Regions from separate parts of the Mus musculus genome. Here all the other regions are linked to region 3. The links are chromatin contacts, called in public promoter capture Hi-C maps. All regions are on one chromosome and are shown on one strand. Each heading gives the region's core, a stretch centred on a gene start, on an enhancer-like site or on the middle of the called end of the contact. The rest is flanking DNA. Distances are from core to core; before and after follow the strand shown.

Evidence for each region. Promoter capture Hi-C pulls out the DNA fragments that hold promoters and counts their contacts.
Region 1: a contact with region 3 is called in a promoter capture Hi-C map of liver, with 3 times the contacts expected there. The contact joins the promoter of Ralgapb here to the promoter of Rpn2 in region 3. A contact is called at or near these places in 2 of 39 promoter capture datasets (liver and pre-B cells).
Region 2: a promoter capture Hi-C map of pre-B cells shows a contact between it and region 3, with 4 times the contacts expected there. The contact joins the promoter of Edem2 here to the promoter of Rpn2 in region 3. A contact is called at or near these places in 2 of 39 promoter capture datasets (liver and pre-B cells).
Region 4: a promoter capture Hi-C map of pre-B cells shows a contact between it and region 3, with 4 times the contacts expected there. The contact joins the promoter of Nfs1 here to the promoter of Rpn2 in region 3. A contact is called at or near these places in 2 of 39 promoter capture datasets (cranial neural crest and pre-B cells).
Region 5: a promoter capture Hi-C map of pre-B cells shows a contact between it and region 3, with 4 times the contacts expected there. The contact joins the promoter of Trp53inp2 here to the promoter of Rpn2 in region 3.
Region 6: a contact with region 3 is called in a promoter capture Hi-C map of hippocampal neurons, with 3 times the contacts expected there. The contact joins the promoter of Lbp here to the promoter of Rpn2 in region 3. A contact is called at or near these places in 5 of 39 promoter capture datasets (3T3-L1-derived adipocytes, cranial neural crest, embryonic stem cells and 2 more).
Region 7: a promoter capture Hi-C map of liver shows a contact between it and region 3, with 2.6 times the contacts expected there. The contact joins the promoter of Cep250 here to the promoter of Rpn2 in region 3. A contact is called at or near these places in 2 of 39 promoter capture datasets (liver and pre-B cells).

The regions. Positions count from the first base shown.
Region 1 is chr2:158,408,539-158,411,238 of GRCm38.p6, reverse strand. It overlaps Ralgapb (Ral GTPase activating protein, beta subunit (non-catalytic)), which reads right to left and starts at 1,386. Exons shown (of 30, transcript NM_001291138.1): 1 at 1,136-1,386.
Region 2 is chr2:155,728,129-155,730,892 of GRCm38.p6, reverse strand. It overlaps Edem2 (ER degradation enhancer, mannosidase alpha-like 2), which reads left to right and starts at 1,418. Exons shown (of 11, transcript NM_145537.2): 1 at 1,418-1,662; 2 at 1,892-2,002. The coding sequence starts at 1,556.
Region 3 is chr2:157,277,760-157,280,459 of GRCm38.p6, reverse strand. Rpn2 (ribophorin II) reads right to left here and starts at 1,362. Exons shown (of 17, transcript NM_019642.4): 1 at 1,125-1,362. The coding sequence starts at 1,137. Mroh8 (maestro heat-like repeat family member 8) reads left to right here and starts at 911. Exons shown (of 25, transcript NM_001039557.4): 1 at 911-1,268. The coding sequence starts at 985.
Region 4 is chr2:156,142,862-156,145,561 of GRCm38.p6, reverse strand. Nfs1 (nitrogen fixation gene 1 (S. cerevisiae)) reads left to right here and starts at 1,376. Exons shown (of 13, transcript NM_010911.2): 1 at 1,376-1,542; 2 at 2,104-2,195. The coding sequence starts at 1,422. It overlaps Romo1 (reactive oxygen species modulator 1), which reads right to left and starts at 1,409. Exons shown (of 3, transcript NM_001164216.1): 1 at 1,282-1,409; 2 at 973-1,103. The coding sequence starts at 1,103.
Region 5 is chr2:155,380,499-155,383,288 of GRCm38.p6, reverse strand. Trp53inp2 (transformation related protein 53 inducible nuclear protein 2) reads right to left here and starts at 1,433. Exons shown (of 4, transcript NM_178111.3): 1 at 1,272-1,433.
Region 6 is chr2:158,305,060-158,307,759 of GRCm38.p6, reverse strand. Lbp (lipopolysaccharide binding protein) reads right to left here and starts at 1,267. Exons shown (of 15, transcript NM_008489.2): 1 at 967-1,267. The coding sequence starts at 1,090.
Region 7 is chr2:155,955,199-155,957,919 of GRCm38.p6, reverse strand. Cep250 (centrosomal protein 250) reads right to left here and starts at 1,362. Exons shown (of 33, transcript NM_001130000.1): 1 at 1,263-1,362.

The DNA.
Region 1 (2,700 bases), core at 137-2,636, 1.1 Mb before region 3:
TGTAAACCAACAGTTTTTGCAAGGAATGTATACATTTTTTTTAAAAGCTCTGCTAAGAATCCATAATTGGGTCTCACCCTCAAGGAGGCCTACCTACCAAAGGGGTGGTAGTCTGTGGATCTAAGGAAAAGTTCTCTCTTAGTGAACAGCTACCATCCTAGCACTCAGGAGGCTGAGGCAGAGAAATGGAGAGTTCCAGCAATAGAACAAGGGCGCGCTGGGGGGAAGGGAGTGACAATATGAATTTCTGCCAGTGGAATCCACGATCTTAACAAGCATCCTCCTGCACACATAAACTGGAGAGGCACTGTCAGACCTCTGAGATTACATGCTTTCACACTTGTCAAACCTCACTATAGCCCAGAACCACTAGGGGATCTCCGGAAAGACAAATACTAGAAAGATACTAGTATTTGTCTCCCCCTACCCTCTAGACATGGTGGTTTAATTAGTTTGAGGTGCTATGGCACCAGGAATCTTTTCAAAACTCCCCAAGTGATTTTTACCGTGCATCAAAGTTGGACATCCAATGACCTAATTGGTTAAGAACCTGGATCGGACTGTCAAGGCTGCTTGAGTTCAAATTACCCAGCTCTATGACCTTGGGCACCAAAGGCGCCCGATCGCTCTGGGCCTCGGTTGCCTGGTCCGTAGAATGGGGTAACAGTCCTGCCGTGCAGGGTGCTCAAATTCCCTATCTGGCCTGGGCCTGGCGGAAAGCAAGCATTTGCGGAGGGTGGCTGTTTACTCTCCTCGCAAGCGTCACCGTGCCCTGGGCAGTAGCATCCTCACCGGACGGCAGCAACTCCACCTGCCCCTCGGTGGACCGCATCCTCCCCGGAGTTGCCGCTGCCACTCCAGACCCGCCCCTGTCCCCAGGCTGCCAGGGGGGCGCTCCGCCAGTCCGACCCTCCCGGGTTCGCTCACACCCGGCAGAATCCGCGGGCCAGGACTGTGCTCCCGCGCCCGGTGCGGCCACTTCAGAACCCAGGAATGCGCCCGCCGACGCTCGGCCCCGGGAGCAGCGGAGGTTCAAAGAGCCCCTGCCTCAGTAGCTGCTGAGGAGAGGGAAAAAAAAAAAAAAAAGCACGGCGAGAGGGGAGGGTCCGGCCGCACCGCGCCGGCCGCCGCGTACCTGAGGCGACGGGCGGGGCCCGCATCGCTGGGCGGGCGCACCGCGGGCCGCACTCGGCCTGCCGCCTCACGCGACCCGCGCCATCCGGCCCGCGCTGCCACTGCCCCGGCCGGCCCTCCACCGGCAGTCAGTCCGTCCACCCGTCAGTGACTCTCCCAGGGCGCCCAGGGGACGACGAACACCGGTCGCTTGGCCGGCCGGCTGGGCTCCGTTCAAGCAACTTCCGACTGCCAGGGGCGGTGGCGTCAAATAATTCCCCAGCCGAAGGGACTACTGCGCCTGCGCGGCGCTGCTGACCCGCGACTTCTGAAGGGACCGAGTGGGCAGCGTCAAATAAGTCTCCGAGCCTGGAGCCGGAAGCTGCGCGTGCGCAGCCGTCCCAGAGGGCCGCGCGAAGCGCGATTGCCCACACCGCCCCCTTTCGGGCTTCGGTGGAGTGGGAGGAGTAAAGTGACGGACACTTACGTCATCGCGGTGCCAGCTCCAGAAGCAATCTGGCTTCTACATGTTCTTAGTGCAGAAGAGTAAGGGGCTTCTCTATGAAAAGTTGGCTACCATTCAGGCTAAAGGAATGTCTCACATCTCAGCATTGTAGCTCTTCCTTTGCCCAGCCCCTTATTACATGGGCGCAGCATTATTATGGGCAATGTCCTCGCCAGGCCTGACGTGCTTTAAAAGGATGATTCAGAACCTGTCACCAACGAGTTGTATCTGATCGGGGAGATAAGCTATTACTAACAAGAGATACAAGTTCGAGCACCTGCCATGCACCGGACGTTTTGCAAACAGTACCACTGTCAAGAATTTCGTTTCAACTTCCACGAGGAAAGTAACAACATTTTAGACGTACTCCCCACGTGTCAGGCTGAGAGGAAAGAGGGATGGAGACAGCTTCATAGAGAGCCTGGCCTTGTGACTGACCTTGGAACTCAGAGGTGGAGGGATCAGGGTGTTAGGCTGTGCAAAAAACACATTTGTATGGAAAGCAGAGAAAACGGTGACTGTCATCCTCAGAAGAGACCATGAACCAAGTAGGAGTGAAGAAGAAACTAGTGCCCTCGTAGAAGAGATAAAACAAGGATTCTTTAAGACCACAACCTCACCTACAGGAAGAGGGGAAGGGGTGGGTAACAATGTGCCAGGACAGTGTGTGGATGAAGCAGTAAAGTTCAATTAGACAGTTTTTGATAAGTGCTTTATCACATGGTCACTATTCCAAGCCCCTCTCTCCTTCCCACTTCTACACTACAGAGGCCAAAAAGCAAAGCCCCCTCCCCTGCTTGACAGCATACCAGTGAAACAAAGTTCTAGTCCATAAAGCATAAACCAAAGTTCCAAGGGAGACTTAGGATATAAAGGAAGTCCTGAGAAATTTTGTGTCCTTCAACTTTCCCCAACTTCATGATTGGAACCATGGTATAATACAATGCCAGGAGATGTGGCAGTCATTCTGAGATCTTGCAGAAGACTCTACTATAAATGTAAAACAAGGCAAAGAAACCTGCCTCTTTAGGACACACCAAGGAAACTGCATGGACTCTGTACTCCTTTCCTGCTTTAAAGAG
Region 2 (2,764 bases), core at 169-2,668, 1.5 Mb after region 3:
TTCTGGCCTCAGAGGTGACCTGGCATGCACAAAATTATGTACAAAATCCTCATGTACATAAATAAATAATATTATTGTGTGCTCCAAACTTGCTTATAACTCTTCACCTATGCTTATGTAAGCAGCCCTAATTAAACCTAATCTACCCCAATCACAACCACAAAAAATGACAGTAGGAGGGGTTTGGGAGGAAAAAGGAGGAGAGAAGAATGGTGAAGGTAATGGGGGAGGGGCGGTGACCAGAACATATTCATACATATATGAAATTGTCAAAGAACAAGAATTAACAAACAAACAAACAAACAAACAAACAACTGGGCCAAAGAAGGCAGAGTCTGCCTGCACTTTGCTCAATAAATGGAGCAGCCATTTCCCTCTGAATTTTTCAGCAAAGAAGAGTTGGGCAATGCTAGAATTAAAGAAAAGTTCAAATTAAAAGGATCTCAAATATCAGTTTAGACAAACCCTTTCATAAATGTGGGTGCTGTGCCTGGAGGATGAGAGGGACTCCTTTAAGGTTATATAGGTTATGTGTGAATGGTAGAGTCGTAATGAACCCCAATCGAACTTCAAATCTAGGGTTGTCTACAGCTCATTCCACTGACCAAAGAGAAGGGGGTTGCTGTAGATAGCGCACTAACAGAGTCTAGGACCTAGCAAGAGAGTGGGGAAACTGGCCCAGATGTTCTTTTTATTTTGTTTTATTTTGTTTTTTCGAGACAGGGTTTCTCTGTGTAGTCCTGGCTGTCCTGGAACTGACTTTGTAGACCAGGCTGACCTCGAACTCAGAAATGTGCCTGCCTCTGCCTCCCAAGTGCTGGGATTAAAGGCGTGCACCACCACCGCCCGGCCGGCCCAGATGTTCTTAAAGGAAGAATGCTGGGTCTTCATTCTCACCAGGGATGGCAGCCACTGAGATGGTCCAGGTAAAGTCCTGGGTTGATTTAGAGACTGAAGGGACCGTGATTTCATGGCACCCTAAAGTGAAAGACCGTCATAAATGTATGAATTCCTAGAACAAAAGGGATTTCTGGAAACCTTAAGGCTTTGGGAAAATAATTCTAGAGTTTACTTACACAATGGTTTGTCAAACCCTGTGTCTATTATAGTCAAAGCCGAACATTTTTCATCCATATTTACATAGGCATCTGCTCAAATCTTGAGTACCTGCTAGCCCCTCCTTTAAAAGGTATTTGGAAAAAAAACAAAAATTAACTAGATGGCGCCTGTAAAGTGCTCCTAACACTTTAATTCACCGAAGGTGCTCAACAAACAGAAACTGGGATTGTGAAAACATTATTAACAGCAGCCACAGCAACCACTGTCTTTAAGACACGTTGAACTCCTCTCTGTAGACCAGAAATCCCGAGATGCTCTTTTGCCAGGGCTCCACCGCCCATTGCATCCTGGGCTTTGTAGTCAGGAAGTGAGAGGCTTCTTGCCCAACGCGCAGGCGTCGTGGTGCGTATCCCCGGAAGAACCAGCCGCGGCTCGGAGGATGAGCTGGTGGCGGTGGCTGCAGCTGCTGCGGCGGCACTGACAGGACACGAGCTCTATGCCTTTCCGGCTACTCATCCCGCTCGGCCTCGTGTGCGTGCTGCTACCCCTGCACCATGGTGCGCCAGGCCCCGACGGCACCGCGCCCGACCCCGCCCACTACAGGTGAAGGGGGCCAGGCTCCCGCTCTCTACGGCTGGGGAGTGGCAAGCGCCCACCGGGTCCCTTCCCTTCCCTCCACCCCAGGACCCCCACCCTGACGTGCTCTGGTCCCGCTGCTGGGCCCTCGGCAGAAATCATTTTGTGGTTCCCATTCTCCGTCCTGTGTCTGGTCCTTTCTCCCGCCTGGTTTTGTGTTCTGGCCCCCTACCTTATTTCTCATCCCTCGAACCAGGGAGCGAGTCAAGGCCATGTTCTACCACGCCTACGACAGTTACCTGGAAAATGCCTTTCCCTACGATGAGCTGAGACCTCTCACCTGTGATGGGCACGACACCTGGGGCAGGTAGAGCCAGCTTGAGGGCCAAGGGGGTTGGCCGGGATCATAGGAGGGCTGGTGGCTTCATGGTCTCACTGATTGTGGAAAGTTTCCGACCTGGGCTGATTCAACCCCGTCCCCTCAGTCCAAACCAGCGCTGTCAGAACTACACAGCTTTTCACAGTACAAAAAAGTCTTGGCTTAACTTGGCAGGCTAGCCCTCTGGACTCACCTCAGCCGAACAGGCAACCACGTATGAGGACTTGGGGACATTTCTGGAGTCACAAAATATTTTGAAAAAACTCCCGGGAGTCAGGAAACTCAACTCCTTCATTTTATAGGTGGGCGCACAGGCCCAGGAGGAACGTTATTCTCCCCACAGTTAAGACCCTTTGTAGTTGGTGTACTCTTTATGACTGAAAAATATTTCCCGTCTAGCTTCATACCAACTCCTCTCACCGCCATACATACAAGTCACCTGATTCATTTTCGTTTAGTAATTCTGTGTTACCATATCATCTTTTCATTTTCACTGGAATAAAGAACCCAGTCGAGCAAAGAATCATTGCATTAGCCAAAACTGACACTAGGGCTGTAATCCTGAGTTGGTTTTTGTTTTGTTTTGTTTTGCTTCGTTTTTATAGAATGATTTATTGATTTAGTGCGCACTGGCTGTTTGCCTGTATCTATAACCATGTGAGGGTGTCAGGTTCCCTGGAACTTGAACTACAGACAGTGTGAGGTGCCCTGTGGGTATGAGATGATCAACCAGTGCTCTCAACCACTGAG
Region 3 (2,700 bases), core at 113-2,612:
GTAAGACCCTACCTATTCTGTGTGTATTGTGGTACATGCACATAAGTGTATGCCAGTGCACAGGCATGCAGAGGCCAGAGTAAACACAGGATGACTTCCTCTGATGTTCTATGCCTTCTTGCCTTGAGGCAGGGCCTTTTCACTGATCTAGAACCATTTTTGCTAGACTAGATGGTTACCTCTTGGGATCTGCTGGTCTCTGCCCTCCAATGCTGGGGTTACGTGCACAATGCAGCCAGCCATACCCAGTGCTAAGATTTGAACTCAGATCCACAAGTTGCACTGAACCAACTCCCAGCTCCCTAGACCCTATCTAAGTAAAGAAAAGAAAAAAGGTTCTTAAGTAGGTGCCCACTCCCTTGCCCTGAGACAAATAACTGAAACTCAAACTTAAGTTTCAATGCAAGTTCTGACTTTAGCCACTTTACCAACAAATAAAATAGTGACTTGAATACACTAAGATTCCCACCTATCCACTCAGAATCTACCAAGCATTGAGTTTTGCCCGGCACTGTTAAAAGCAAGCACAGAAATATCATTTAACACAACTCTTGCGAAGCAGATACCAGATGAGAAACTAAGCTGTTGAGTCCCTGGCTTCTGTTCTCACAATCAATACGTGGCCGGTTACAAGTCTGCACCCGTAATATCACTTCATACCCTAGGCTTTCAGCTCCCAGACAGACCTGTGAGTCTCCTGTCCCTGTCAGGGAAAAGGAACCTAGAAGTCGAAGAAAGTCTAGTGACATGCTCAAAAGCTTTCATGATGCCAGGGGTGGCTCTCTGTGACAGGCGTAGGCCGCTGGTACTACTCGAATGAATGGAGGAGGCCAGGCTCGGGCTCCGCGCTGCCCGGGCTCGCGCTCGGCCTTGCGGGGACCCGTAGTCCCACGTCGCACGCCCCGCCACCAACCCTTCGGGTCCCCAGCACTTCACCAGCTCGCAGCCTCCGCCACACGCTCGACCCCGAAAGCGCCCGTGCCCATGCCCCTGCCCCGTAGGGGAGGGGAACCGCGCCTAGCCGGCGCCCGTGTGGTCCGCACTAGCCTCCCGCGGGCGACGCCCCGCTCCCCAAAGCGTGTCGGCCGCGGGGCCCCACTATTGAGCCATGCGCAACGCCTCACCCGGCGGCGCCATTCCTCCGAGCAGGTCCCACCGGAGCCCGAGCAGGCAGACTTCCGCTCCGGGAAGTGGCTCCAAGAGCGCGCCGGAGGGGACGCCAGGGACCCGCGGCACACGCCACTTGCCAGAATGGGCTCCCGGCAAAGGTCAGTCGCGGCGGTCCCGCTTGGCAGGGCCGTGCCCGGCAGCCGCAGTGTGGGGCAGTTGAGTCGCGGCGTGCGAACCTCACTCACGGGTCCTGCTTGCCAAGCCGTCCTCTCCCCCGCGCCGGGACCCACTTGGAACCGACCGCCTCTCAACCGCCCTGCTCACGCCGCCACCGGGACCCGATTGGGCCGGGCCTTGGGGCGGGCCTAAGACGGGGCCACCTCTGATTGGCCAGTGACAGTGACTGGCCGGACGCGCTGTCACTCACGGTTCTCTCCCGCAGCCCGGCCAATTTTAAAAGGGTCCGGTTGGGAGGGGAGCGTTATCGTAACATTTGATTTTATCCACTTTGGGAAATTATGGTTAATGCATTACTTAGATTATTAATAATTGGCTGGTGAGTGAGGGTTTATCCAGTTTTCAAACCTGTGAGCTATACAGGTAACGGAGAGGAGCGTTTTAAAATGTTTGATTTTTTTTTTTTGAAAATTTCATACAATATATTTTGATCATATTCATTTCCTTCCCCCAACACCTTCCATATCCTCCCCCAACTCCCTACACACCCAACTCATGCTCTATTTTTCCTCTTTCTAAAGTAAAAAACAAACTAAGCATGGAGTCCTGCCCTGGAGAGTGGTTGATATACCCAGTCACTCCACTGAAGAAAACTGATTTTCCCTCTCCCAGCAGCTATCAGTTATGAATAGTTTTGGCTACAGTTGGGTCTTTTGTGCCCACTCCCCCTTCTCTGTGTTTTGTATGGCTTGAGCTTTTGTGGGTCTTGTGCATACTGACACAATCCCTGAAAAACTGCTTATTGGAAGCCGTTTATCACCCCTGGCTCTTAAACAATCCTTCTCCTCTTCCACATAGACCCACGCCCATGAGCCCTGAGGTAAAGGGGATGCTGTAGACATCCCATTTAGGGCTGAGTGTCCCAAGATCTCTTATTCTCTGTGTGTTGACCAGTTTTGGGTCTCCGTGTTAATTGCTGTCTACTCCAGGAAGGGTTGAGGGATGCGCTGGTCTGCAAATTTAACAGACTCAAAAATGGAAGCCAGAACTAATGTGTAGCTCTGATTACCGAGCTCACAATATAGGCAGAAAGAGTACTGAGCACCCTACATATGTTATCTTATTTACTCTTTATTATTATTCTGTGAAATGTTACTTTTAATACTTTAAAAGGAAGGAAATATTTCAGCCCTTGCGTTCTGATGACAGCCTAGATGTGTGCTAATTAACTATTGTGAACATGTAGAATTTTGCAATACAGCAATGCTGCTTCTCTTCAGTATCACTCCAGATATGTAGCGGGGAGTCGGACCACTCCTCCATACAGCAGTCACTAGCTCTCTGCAGTAATTTCTCTTTGAACTTAGTCCAATTAAGTAAAATTTAAGCTTCAGCTCCTCAGCTATACTATGC
Region 4 (2,700 bases), core at 127-2,626, 1.1 Mb after region 3:
CAGGAATAGAGATTTGAACTAAGTACCCCCCTTTAAAATCTGTTGAATATATTAAGCACTAACAGCTTGACAATCTCATTTGTCATTCTTAAAATGCTACTCTTCCCCACATAGGATTAGCAATGACAAGGAAAATATCTATCTAGGGTCTCTAGGACCTGTGCTGAATGCTGCATTAGTTTGTAGATGCAGAGATAATGAAGTACATGGGCAAGAAAGCAGTCGTGTTTGTGCCTCTATGGTATTTTATCATTGAGTAGCCAGTTTTCTTCTAGATAATTCCTTAGTGTTTTGTTTTGTTTAACCTAGATTGAGTCAAGCGCTGCAATTTATAAACTGCATAAAGTGTAAAATGGACATTACAGACTCGGTAACTACACTTTTTAATTTATTATTTATTATTATTATTATTTATTTTGAGACGGTTTCTCTGTGTAACAGCCCTGGCTGTCTGGAACTCACATTTATATACCAGGCTAGTATCGAACTCAGGAATCTGCCACTCCGTCCAGAGTGCTGGTGGATTTAAGGTGCTCACAGCTAATGCTCGGTGGTTAACTACAGTACTTAGCACTACAATTAAACTAGTGCTGGGTAAATAGTAATTTATAAGCACAGTATCCAAATGTGATAGCAGTTTATCTCAGAGGTAGAATATTTCACTACACCTAATTCTCATCAGGCTTGCTTCATTACATGCAGTTGGGAGTTAAAACGCCATGCAACAATAATAACCCTTCGCTAAGTAATTACGACGTGCCAGATAATGTAAATCATACTAATATGATTGGCTCTTACAAAAGTGGAGGTAAGTGTCCAGTACTCCACTAAACTCAATAACACTGAACTAACAAAGGAGTCAGAAAGCCATTTTGACTTTAGAACTCAGATCCGTAAATCCTGTGCTTTCAACCTCGTCTGAGTGGGCTCTGGAGCCCTCGGAAGGCAGGAAGTTCTGTCCGCGAGGCTCACCTGAGACAGGAGAAGGTGCCGAACAGCGCCCCGGCCGCCATACCCACTGCGCAACCCATGACGAAGCCCATCTTCACGCGGTCGAAGCAGCTGGGCTGGGACTGCCCGTAGGGACCCACGGCCACCGGCATCTGCGGCGAGAGTGCTAGGACAGTGAGGGCCTGGTCACCAGCCGTGGCGTCGGCCAGGGGACGCACAGCAGGGTCACATAGCACCCGGGTCAGAAGCCAGCCCGCGGCACGCCTCCACCACCCTCGCGATGGAGGACCCCGCACGCGCGACGCAGGCCACTGTCGGGCCCCACCTCACCTCGTTCTCCGCTGCGATCGCTCAGCTCGACGTCTCACTCCGAATGCTAGGCGGAGGGCGCTCGCGGTCCGTGGGATCGCTTCCGGAGCACAGCGCAGTTACTTCCGGGAGCATGGGCTGAGGACTTGCAAGCGCCGCGGATGGTGGGCTCTGTGGCTGGGAACATGCTGCTGCGAGCCGCTTGGAGGCGGGCGTCGTTGGCGGCTACCTCCTTGGCCCTGGGAAGGTCCTCGGTGCCCACCCGGGGACTGCGCCTGCGCGGTACGTTCCCTTTCCTTTTCGTTCCCACGGTTTCTGGAGGAGCGAACCCCCTTGGGTCGGTGCTGCTAAGCACTGCATTATTGCGGATCCTACCCGCCTTGTTCCATCGCCCAGTCTCTTAAACCTTCCCGTCGCCCGGTCTCCTATTTGTTTTCGGGAGGGCCCTTACATACTGCTCCGCACTTCCCTTGAGCGGAATTCTCATCCTTCAGTTCTCTCCTGACCAAGTCTTAAAGATGCTAGATGAGCTTCCTCCTGCCGTGAACCTTTGAAGGAACCTGCGCTTTTCACTTTTCTTCTAAATGGCTTTGCTTTTTACAGCTCGTCCCACTCGGTGCTATGTAGTTTAAACATTGCCCCCGACTGCTGCTGCCCGCGCCCTTTCCAAGAACCCTGTGTCTATTACTTAACTCGATGTCTTTCAGCGCGTGTTGTTGTTTGTTTACTTTGACACTGGACCTCCGCCTTCCTTAAATTCACCTCAAAGAAGCTTTGACCATCTGTTGTTTTGTGTGCCCTTCGTCCACGGTTTCTCACTTTGCCACTGCTATCTGTTGTTAGTTGTAGATCATGGCCCCCATTCGCCTGTTCACTCAGAGGCAGAGGCAGTGCTGCGACCTCTCTACATGGACGTACAGGCCACCACTCCTCTGGTAAGGACTAACAGAGGTTCTTTGTAGGGAGGAAAGGTTAGAAGGACAAATTTCACCGACAGGCTAAAATTCATCCGACTTGAGAACTATTAAATGTGCTAGGAAAAGGAGCTGCCAGGAATCAGGAGGCTAAGATGTTAGTTTAGTAGAAAAGGCTTTACTGTTTTTTAGCTACTGACCCTGTCAGATCCTTCCAGTACAGGCATTATAACTAATAGTAATTGCTCGGGTGTTGGAGCTGGACAGTGTGGCATGGGTAGTTTGAGTGAGCTTAAGACCAGCCTAAGCCACATAGGGAGTTTCAAACCTATGTTGTTATTTTGTTTTGTTTTTAATTTTATATATACACAAGGACACTGTAGCTATGCTCAGACACTCCAGAAGAGGGCATCAGATTCCATTACAGATGGTTGTGAGCCACCATGTGGTTGCTGGGAATTGAACTCGGGACCTCTGGGAGAGCAGTCAGTGCTCTTTAACTGCTGAGCCATCTCTCCAGCCCCCT
Region 5 (2,790 bases), core at 184-2,683, 1.9 Mb after region 3:
CTGGCTTCCTGGTTCTCAGATTCCTGGCTCTGCTCCAGGAAGAACCATTCCCTTAATACTACAGAGGCTGTGCCTAGAATAGCACTGGAGGCCTAAGCCAACCCTAGCCCAGGCCATTCTTGAGCGACCCTCAACCTGGGAAGGACTCCAGATCTACTTACTTGGAAAGTAAGAGACATCCTTCTGTCACTCTGGAAGCAGCCTCAGGAAACAGCATAAGCTCTGCATCACTAATGCCAGGGAAGGGTCTGGTTCTCCCAGCTGACAGCTCTGATGGGAGGCCCACAGAGGGAACTCCCAACTCCCTCTCAACAACATCTGCCCTGGAGACACCTGGAGGCAGGCAACTAGTGACTCACCTTTCTGTGGTCAAAACAGCTGGGAGACGGCCATTTATTGGGTTTTGAAGTAGAAAGAAGGCAGAGGAGGTCAGGGCCTTGTAAGAGACCCAATTTTCAGAGACCTCCTGGGAAAATGTCCAGGATCATGAAGACTGAAGCATCCCATCAAATTGTGGTTGGTGCTGAACCCAAGATAGGGTCCTCAGTAGATGTATGTAAGCATGTAGCTTATACTTCAGCTAAGGAATCTACCACTTAGTGAGTGTGATTCTAATTGGCTGAGATCTCCAGTAAACTACGTCTCTCTGAGTCTCAGTTTCCTCTTCCGTGAAGTGGGGCTTAAGACCCTCAATATTTGTAGGCTGAAAATGACATCAACTCAGGCTCTGCACACATGTCAGGGATTAGAAGGATGTTATTATGTTAGGGGGCGGAGCCTGAAGACAGAGGGGATCCGCTACCATCTGGTAGTGTCTCCAGGACCTGGAGTCTGAAGCTCCATCTACTTACCGCCCTCTCAACTTAAATCGAGCTTTGCTGTCCTACCCTCTCTCAGGTCACAAGGAAAAAACAAATGAGAGGCCTGACCCCAGTCCCTAGATTAGCCCAGGAAACCGCCGAGTCCCTTCGGATCCCGCTTGTCTTTCAGCGTCTCTTCAACCCTCGGCCGGCTGGGCACGACATAGCGCCCACCGGGTCACCAGAGGACAAGCACCCATGCAAGCCTGGAAGGCGGGGCTGGCCTTGGTGACGTCTCAATGTCATATGCAAATAAAGCAACGTCATGGCCTACCGGCTTGGAGCAACCAATAGGGAGCCAAGAACGCAGCTCCGGCTGCCGCCGGCGGAGACAGACAAAGAACGGGAGAGGGGGGCGCAGGGCGTGTCCTGGGGGTGCCCGGAGCCCCCAGCCCGGAGGTCGGGACTCACCTGGGGCCGCTGCAGCAACCGCTGCGCTGAGGTAGTTGTGCGGCCGGGCGTCCCCGGGTCGCCGGTGCTCACAACTGGAGCCGCATACCGGGGACGGGCCGAGAGACGGCGGGGCTCCCGAACGGACGCCCGGAGCTGCTGCGGCCGCTGCGCCCGGGCTCAGGGCACAAATCCGAACGCTTCAACAGCTGATTGTGACGTCACAAAGGGGCCCGCCCGCTCGCGTCAGCGGCCGTCGGGACGGCAGCCAATCACAGGCGCCGAATGCTCTTTCCCCGCCCCTCCGCGGTTTGCCAGCGGGTGGCTGTAGCCCGGGAGCTGCTCTCGGAGCCTCTGTCTGAGTGGAGGTGACGGCCCGAATTCCCTGCCCCCAGTTACCCACAGACCTCACACTGAAAGCGACCCCCCAATTCTTCCTCAAGAATCCCACCTCGCTGCTTTTTCCGCACACATCCCTGCTCCCTCACTTGCCCCAGAGCTCCGCACATCCCTTCTCCTGCATCTTAGGTGCAGGACACCCACCCCACCCACCCCCGCCGCGCTCCATCTGTAAGTCCCTTTTACCCTCCTTGTCCTTTTACCCCACTTCTCTACACTGCCCTACTTGCCTGCTCTCCCTCCTCTATGTTTTTTGTTTTCCCCGCTCCTTTTTACGGTGGGCTTGAGCGGACCTTGCCCCTTCCGCGGTTACAAAGGAGCACCTGCGAGTGTTAGAGAATTGATGGGGCTGACAGGAAATCTGGCCAGCGTAGGACTTGGAAAGAAATTGCTCTAAGCTGAATAAACATTGACCTGGAGACAGCTCGGCTTAGAACGTTTACATACCTTATTTAGTCCACGTTGCTACCGGAACAGGTCAGGGGGGAAAGAGTGACAGACAGGGCAGGGATTGTTAGTCCTGATTTACATGTGGAGAAACTGAGATTACATGTACCTGCCTTTCATCTCACCACTTGGTAGATAGAAATGGGTTCAAGAGTTTGAAAGGCAGCTTGAGCTACAGGAGACTCCGAGGGAGGGGAGGGAAAGAAGAAGGGGCACCTACGGTTGCTTCTTCCAGACTGCCAGCTGACACTGAACACTTACCATATGCCAAGCACTGTGCTGCCTTTTAATCTTTACAATAAACCCAAAAGGTAGGTAGCATCCTCCTTTTACAGTTAAAGAAACAGACCAGGAGAATCTAAGCAACTTTCCGAGGTAATTAAGGAATAGTCCTTGGCAGAGCCAGGAGTTTAACTCACAGGTACTAGCCTTGACTCTGATCACACCCTACACCAGAGGGACTGAACTCCAGGGTTCTAAAGGGAAACCTGGCTTCCAGTCCTGTGTCTCAACCTGTGTGATTTCAAGTTAAATCCTTACTATTCTGGGCCTTAGTTTATCTGTCACGCTGCCATGGATATTCACATTTAGAACTGACAGGGTTTTCCAGACCCGTCATCCTCCAAGACTCTGCCAGGTTTGTGCTCCAGGCCCCAGCTCTTGCAATGGCCTGTGAAATACTTAGGGGATTTCC
Region 6 (2,700 bases), core at 18-2,517, 1.0 Mb before region 3:
TTAGATTAGGCAATGGAGGCTCTACCGAAGTGATAGGTCTGGGCTGTACAAACATCCCAGCTCCCTCACCCCTTGGACACGATAATTCTGTGTCACTCTCAGTAGCTTGTTAAATACCTTTTCTTAGTTTGTCAAGTTGGATCAAGCCTGGTGTTGCAGAAATGGAACCCAGGCTACTTTAGGAGGCTGAGGCAGGAGAATCACAAGTTCAAGACCTGCCTTACCTATAGTGTGAGTTCAAAGCTAGCCTGGGTAAGTTAGGGAGTTGCTGTCCAAAATTCAAAAACAAAAAAGAGAAGGTGCAGCTGCGGCCATAGCTCTGTGATGAAGTACCTGCCTAGCATGTGCAATTCCCAGGACAGCAATACATGAACATTTAAAAAGGAAGGGAGGAAGGAAGGAAGGAAGGAAGGAAGGAGGGAGGGAGGGAAGTTGGGAGTGACATGCATAAAGGTACCTAAGGAGTGCTCACCTTGAAGCAATCACTGATCAATAAGTTTTAATGTTTGGTAAGTCACATGACTGCCACTCAGATGCCAAGGGGGCACATCCCATCCCCGTCCGTAGCCTTGCTTGGCCCTCCCAGTCTCTAACTGCCTTCACTTAGGATTTGTGGTTTTAGGTGATGGTTTCAAATTCCACCAAGACTCTTCCAAAGAACTGGTTCCAGCTGCTGTGTGGGGCTGTTTACCTCGGCTGTCTGCCTTCTCTTCCCAGCCTATCTGCCCACTGCTACCTGCTTATCTCTCTTACCTCCTGCTTCAGCTGCTGGACCCCAAACCTTCCCCCCAGCCCTCAAAATACAAGCTATGGGCTGAGGTCACATATCTGGAGAGTGACCAGCCAGATGGCAGCTATTGCCACATACCCGTATAGCAGACTCCCTACCAGAGGGACAATGCCCTTCACATCCAGGCTGTGCCTGGTGTCCCGCCTCCTTGGCCAGCCTATATTATGGCTTCTTACCGTAGGCCAGGCCCTTGTCGGTGATCCTGGCCACCACACCGGGGTTGACACCGCCAGTTCCCTGTATGGACAGGAACAGCAGCCCCAGCAATGTAGAGAGCAGAGGTCCAGTCCCAGCCTTCATCCTGGATGCTCCGTGGGGGAGTGAGGACTGTGACAGAGTGGGCTGGCTCTGGTGTTCTTAACTAGTCAAGGCCCAGGGCTAGGGGGCGGTTCTTGAGGGAGGGCGGGCTCCTGGGAGCAGGAAAGAGAGGCCCAGGGAAAGAGAGGCCCACTGACTGGAACCCTCTTGCGACACCACAGGGGTGGGAGGTGGGGGGTGGGGGAGGGTCATTGTTGTGATCACTGCACAGGTTAGGAGGGCAGGCCTGGTGCCAAGGGGATAAGCCACTCCCATTCTCCCCTGCATGGAGAAGGGGGAAACCCCACACTCTCTGGAGGTTCTGCATTGCCTCTGCCAACCTTCTTGACTCTCTGCTAGGAAGGCCTGGTGTCACAGACAGGAATTTGAGGTTCACTCAGGGTCACAGCCCAGCCCATGAAAGCAGGAAGGAAAAGTAGGATTGTCTTCCCCTGCTCTCCGTTCTTTTAACTGTTTGTTTAAATAGGGACTTCTCCTCCCAACCTTGCAATGGGATAGCTGTCTGAACAGCAGCTTGGCATATCTTTCCAGCACCACGCCAAACCAAACACCACCCGAAAGCTCTCAGAACATCCTGATGCCCCATGACCCTAGCTGGAACTTGCTGTACATAACAGTCCGAGTTCTAATGTGTCAGCTGCCTTGCGCTGCATGACCCGGGCAGAGGAGTGAGCACCGGCTAAGGCGGCAGGGGAGAGGGACGGTGCCTGTCTTCTGAGAGTTGGGCTTGGCCGTGTCACCCTTCCAATTCTGCTTTCTCTTTTACCTTTTGTGAGGATCACGTGTGCCCCGTTTCCCTGCATTCTAGAAAATTCTTCTGTTTCTCTTTTCTTTCTCTCTCTCTCTCTTCCTTCCTTCCTTCCTCTCTCTCTCTCTCTCTCTTTTTTTTTTTTTGAGATGGGGGAGGGGGGTCTTCCTATGTAGCCCAGGTTGGTCTTGAACTCTTGATCCTCTTCAAGCCCTTTCTACTTTCCCAGTGCCAGGATTCTAAATGCAGCTTATGATAAAGATGTTGCCCGATAAGCACTCTAAGGTTTACAGAATAGAGAGCCTCAGGGACCCTCGCACTACACCAGAGCATGCAGTGCCTGTCCTCTTTAGCCTTTCCTCCTGAGTATAAACTAACACAACTCCCCTGAACTGCCCCGAGGGTTGACACGGAAAAGCCCTAAGCATGTAAAGCTAATGCACGCAGGAGGCAGAGGCTCTGTGGAATAATACTAAGGCATGAACAAAGCACCCATGCATGTGAGGCCAAACTGAAGCGCTCCACAGCCAGAAAGTAAGAGGAAAATAAAAGTGACTCACACCCAGGGCCATGAAAACTGCGAGAAATGGGTAGCCTTCCTGCCCACAGTCTAGTCTGTTCTCTCCCTGTGAAACCTCTTTGTGTTGAACATGTTGAAGCTTTGAGGGTTAGAGCTCCCTGGACTATCCAGGTTGCCAGCCCTTGAATAAACCTGAATAAATCTCACCTGCCAGCTCTCATCTCTCAAGGACCAGCTTCCAAGAGGCAGAGGGCAGCATCTGGGTCTGGTTTGGTGACAAAACTGCAGGAATAAGTGGGACTTGCCATTCCTAATGACACTATT
Region 7 (2,721 bases), core at 113-2,612, 1.3 Mb after region 3:
TCTCCACAACGTCCTCTATAGCCTTCACGTGTCCACCAGGCGCAACTGGTTAGTAGCAAAGCGGAAATCAAAGTCTAATTCAATTCCAAATTCTATTCTCATTTCATTAGCTGCCAAAATCAAAAAATATAAAACTCACAGCACTGCAGAGCATTTCCTAAGGGGAATGAATTAATGACATCCACACCTGAAGCTTTCTGAGGTAATTTGAGCAAAATGTGACAATATGTTCCTGCAGCACAGGGTGTAGATGTACCAGTAAGACAGTGCAGAGCTGGCCTTGATTTTTGTTAAGAAAACTATCGATTTGGTAATATTATCAATCCTACTTCATAAGCTTTCTCAGGGCCCAGCCTAGACTCACAGGCCTGAAATCTCAACACTGACTGGCTGCATAAGACGCTGGGTTAAAAAAAAAAGCAGCCCTTTTATTGAAACGTGAGTTGCAACCCTGACCTCCATATCTTACAGGCTAACGTATAAACAGCAAACTAAAGGCAATCTAGTTAAGTCATAATATTCGTAGGGGGTTCTAGCTCATTGTGAAACTTGATTTATAAGTGCTTGTTTCTTCGTGCATAAAACGTGAATATACAGAACGCACACCATAGATCGCTGCATGGATTAAAGGGGCCTTTGTAGGTAATGCATTTAATAGAGCTGTCATCTTTCGACTATTCAGTAACTTTTTTTTAGTTACTAGTAGTCATCATAGGGCATAAGAGTTGAAAAAAAAGGACATGATTTCTAACAAGCCCAGAACAAGAAAGAGTGGCAGAACACTGACTTGGGCAAAGTTCGCAAAAGGCAAGAATCTGATCAGTTGAGCCTGGAGCAGGCCTCAAGAAAGATTTTTAAAGAAGTGATCTTTGAGTTCTGAAAAATCAAAGTTCTGATAATGGGGCAGTGGGCTGAGAGCGGACTTTCAGGGGAAGATCACATGCAAAGCCGTATGAGCACAGGGCGCTGCAAAACTCCCGGGTGCACGGAGCGTGATCCGCAGGGCGCGCAGCATCTCATCCCGTCAGCTCCGGGCTACGACAGTGGGCCACCCGAGTGTGAGGTTCTCTGGGCGGCGGCTGCAGCAGGAAACTGAGGCAGGCAGGCCCCGACCACTGGGACAGGTCCCAGCCCCTCTCTGGGCCCGGGGTGCCTCCCGGGATACAGGAAGCCGCTGTCCAGGCGACATCCCCGCGGGCGCCCAGGCCCTGGACCTCGGACCGTTACGCTCAGCGCCTCCCGCCTGCCCCTGCCCACCTCACCAGAGTCGGTTCCCGGGGATCCCGAAGCGCTCCGCAGCTACCGAGGCCGCTGCAGCAACCTGCAGGCCCGGCCTGGGGCCGCCCTCAGTCTGGAGGCCAGGCCCCGCCCGTCAAACTCCCGCCCTTTCGTGGGGAACCGCCCAGCCCAGTCCAGCCGAGCGCCGGGAATGAGTGCGCCGCTGCAAACCTCTCGCCATATTAAGTACTGGCAGCCAACTTACTAGAGAAGCCCAAAAGGAAAGGGGGGGATATAGTGAGACCAAGGTCGCTCTCCAAAAGTAAAGACAGTCACCGTCTCTGAATTCTAGCACTGAACGTTCTGAGGTGGAGAAGAAACACTCGCCCGTAAGCTCCCGCCTGTGGCTTCAGAGTTAAGTACTGCGCATGCGTGTAGCCAAGGTCTCGGTGCACCTGCGCACTGTCTCACCAACAAAGCCAAGTACAGTAACTGGGTGAAAGCACCTAGCTCCAGTTAAATCTGGGCAAACGAATGTCTCAGCTTTAGATCTTTACTGATCCTCCACGCAGCCCCAGGAAACAGAACATTCGCAAACAACTGTGTCGTTGGCTACTTTGTCCGGTTATGACTACCGCTACTTGACTGCGTTCCGCTAGGAACGGGGAGTTATTTTGATAATATATTGTACAATCATTATTGACGCATTTTCTTAGCATTGATTTTTTTCATTTATTTATTTATTTATTTTGGTTTTTCGAGTCAGGGTTTCTCTGTGTAGCCCTGGCTGTCCTGGAACTCACTCTGTAGACCAGGCTGGCCTCAAACTCAGAGATCCGCCCGCCTCTGCCTCCCAAGTGCTGGGATTAAAGGCGTGCGCCACCACTGCCCGGCTTTTCTTTCTCTTTCTCTCTTTCTCTCTTTCTCTCTTTCTCTCTTTCTCTCTTTCTCTCTTTCTTTCTTTCTTTCTTTCTTTCTTTCTTTCTTTCTTTCTTTCTTTCTTTCTTCCTTCCTTCCTTCCTTCCTTCCTTCCTCCCTCCCTCCCTCCCTCCCTCCCTCCCTCCCTCCCTCCCTTCCTTCTTCCCCTTCTTTCTTTCTTTCTTCCTCCCTCCCTCCCTCCTTTCTTTCTTCCTCCCTCCCTCCCTCCCTTCTTTCTTTCTTTCTTTCTTTCTTTCTTTCTTTCTTTCTTTCTTTCTTTCTTTCTTTCTTTCTTTCTTTCTTTTGTGTGTGTGTGAATTTTTTATTCATTTATATTAGTACACTGTAGCTGTCTTCAGACACACCAGAAGAGGGCGTCCGATCCCATTACAGATGGTTGTGAGCACCATGAGGTTGCTGAGAATTGAACTCAGGACCTCTGGAAAAGCAGTCACTGCTATATAACCCCTGAGCCATCTCTCCAGGCCAGCATTAAATTTTTATTTGATTCCCAGTTGGTTATAATTTTAGTAGAGACAAAACAAACAAATAAGCAAAAACAAAGAAATGAATCATCTCAGTATA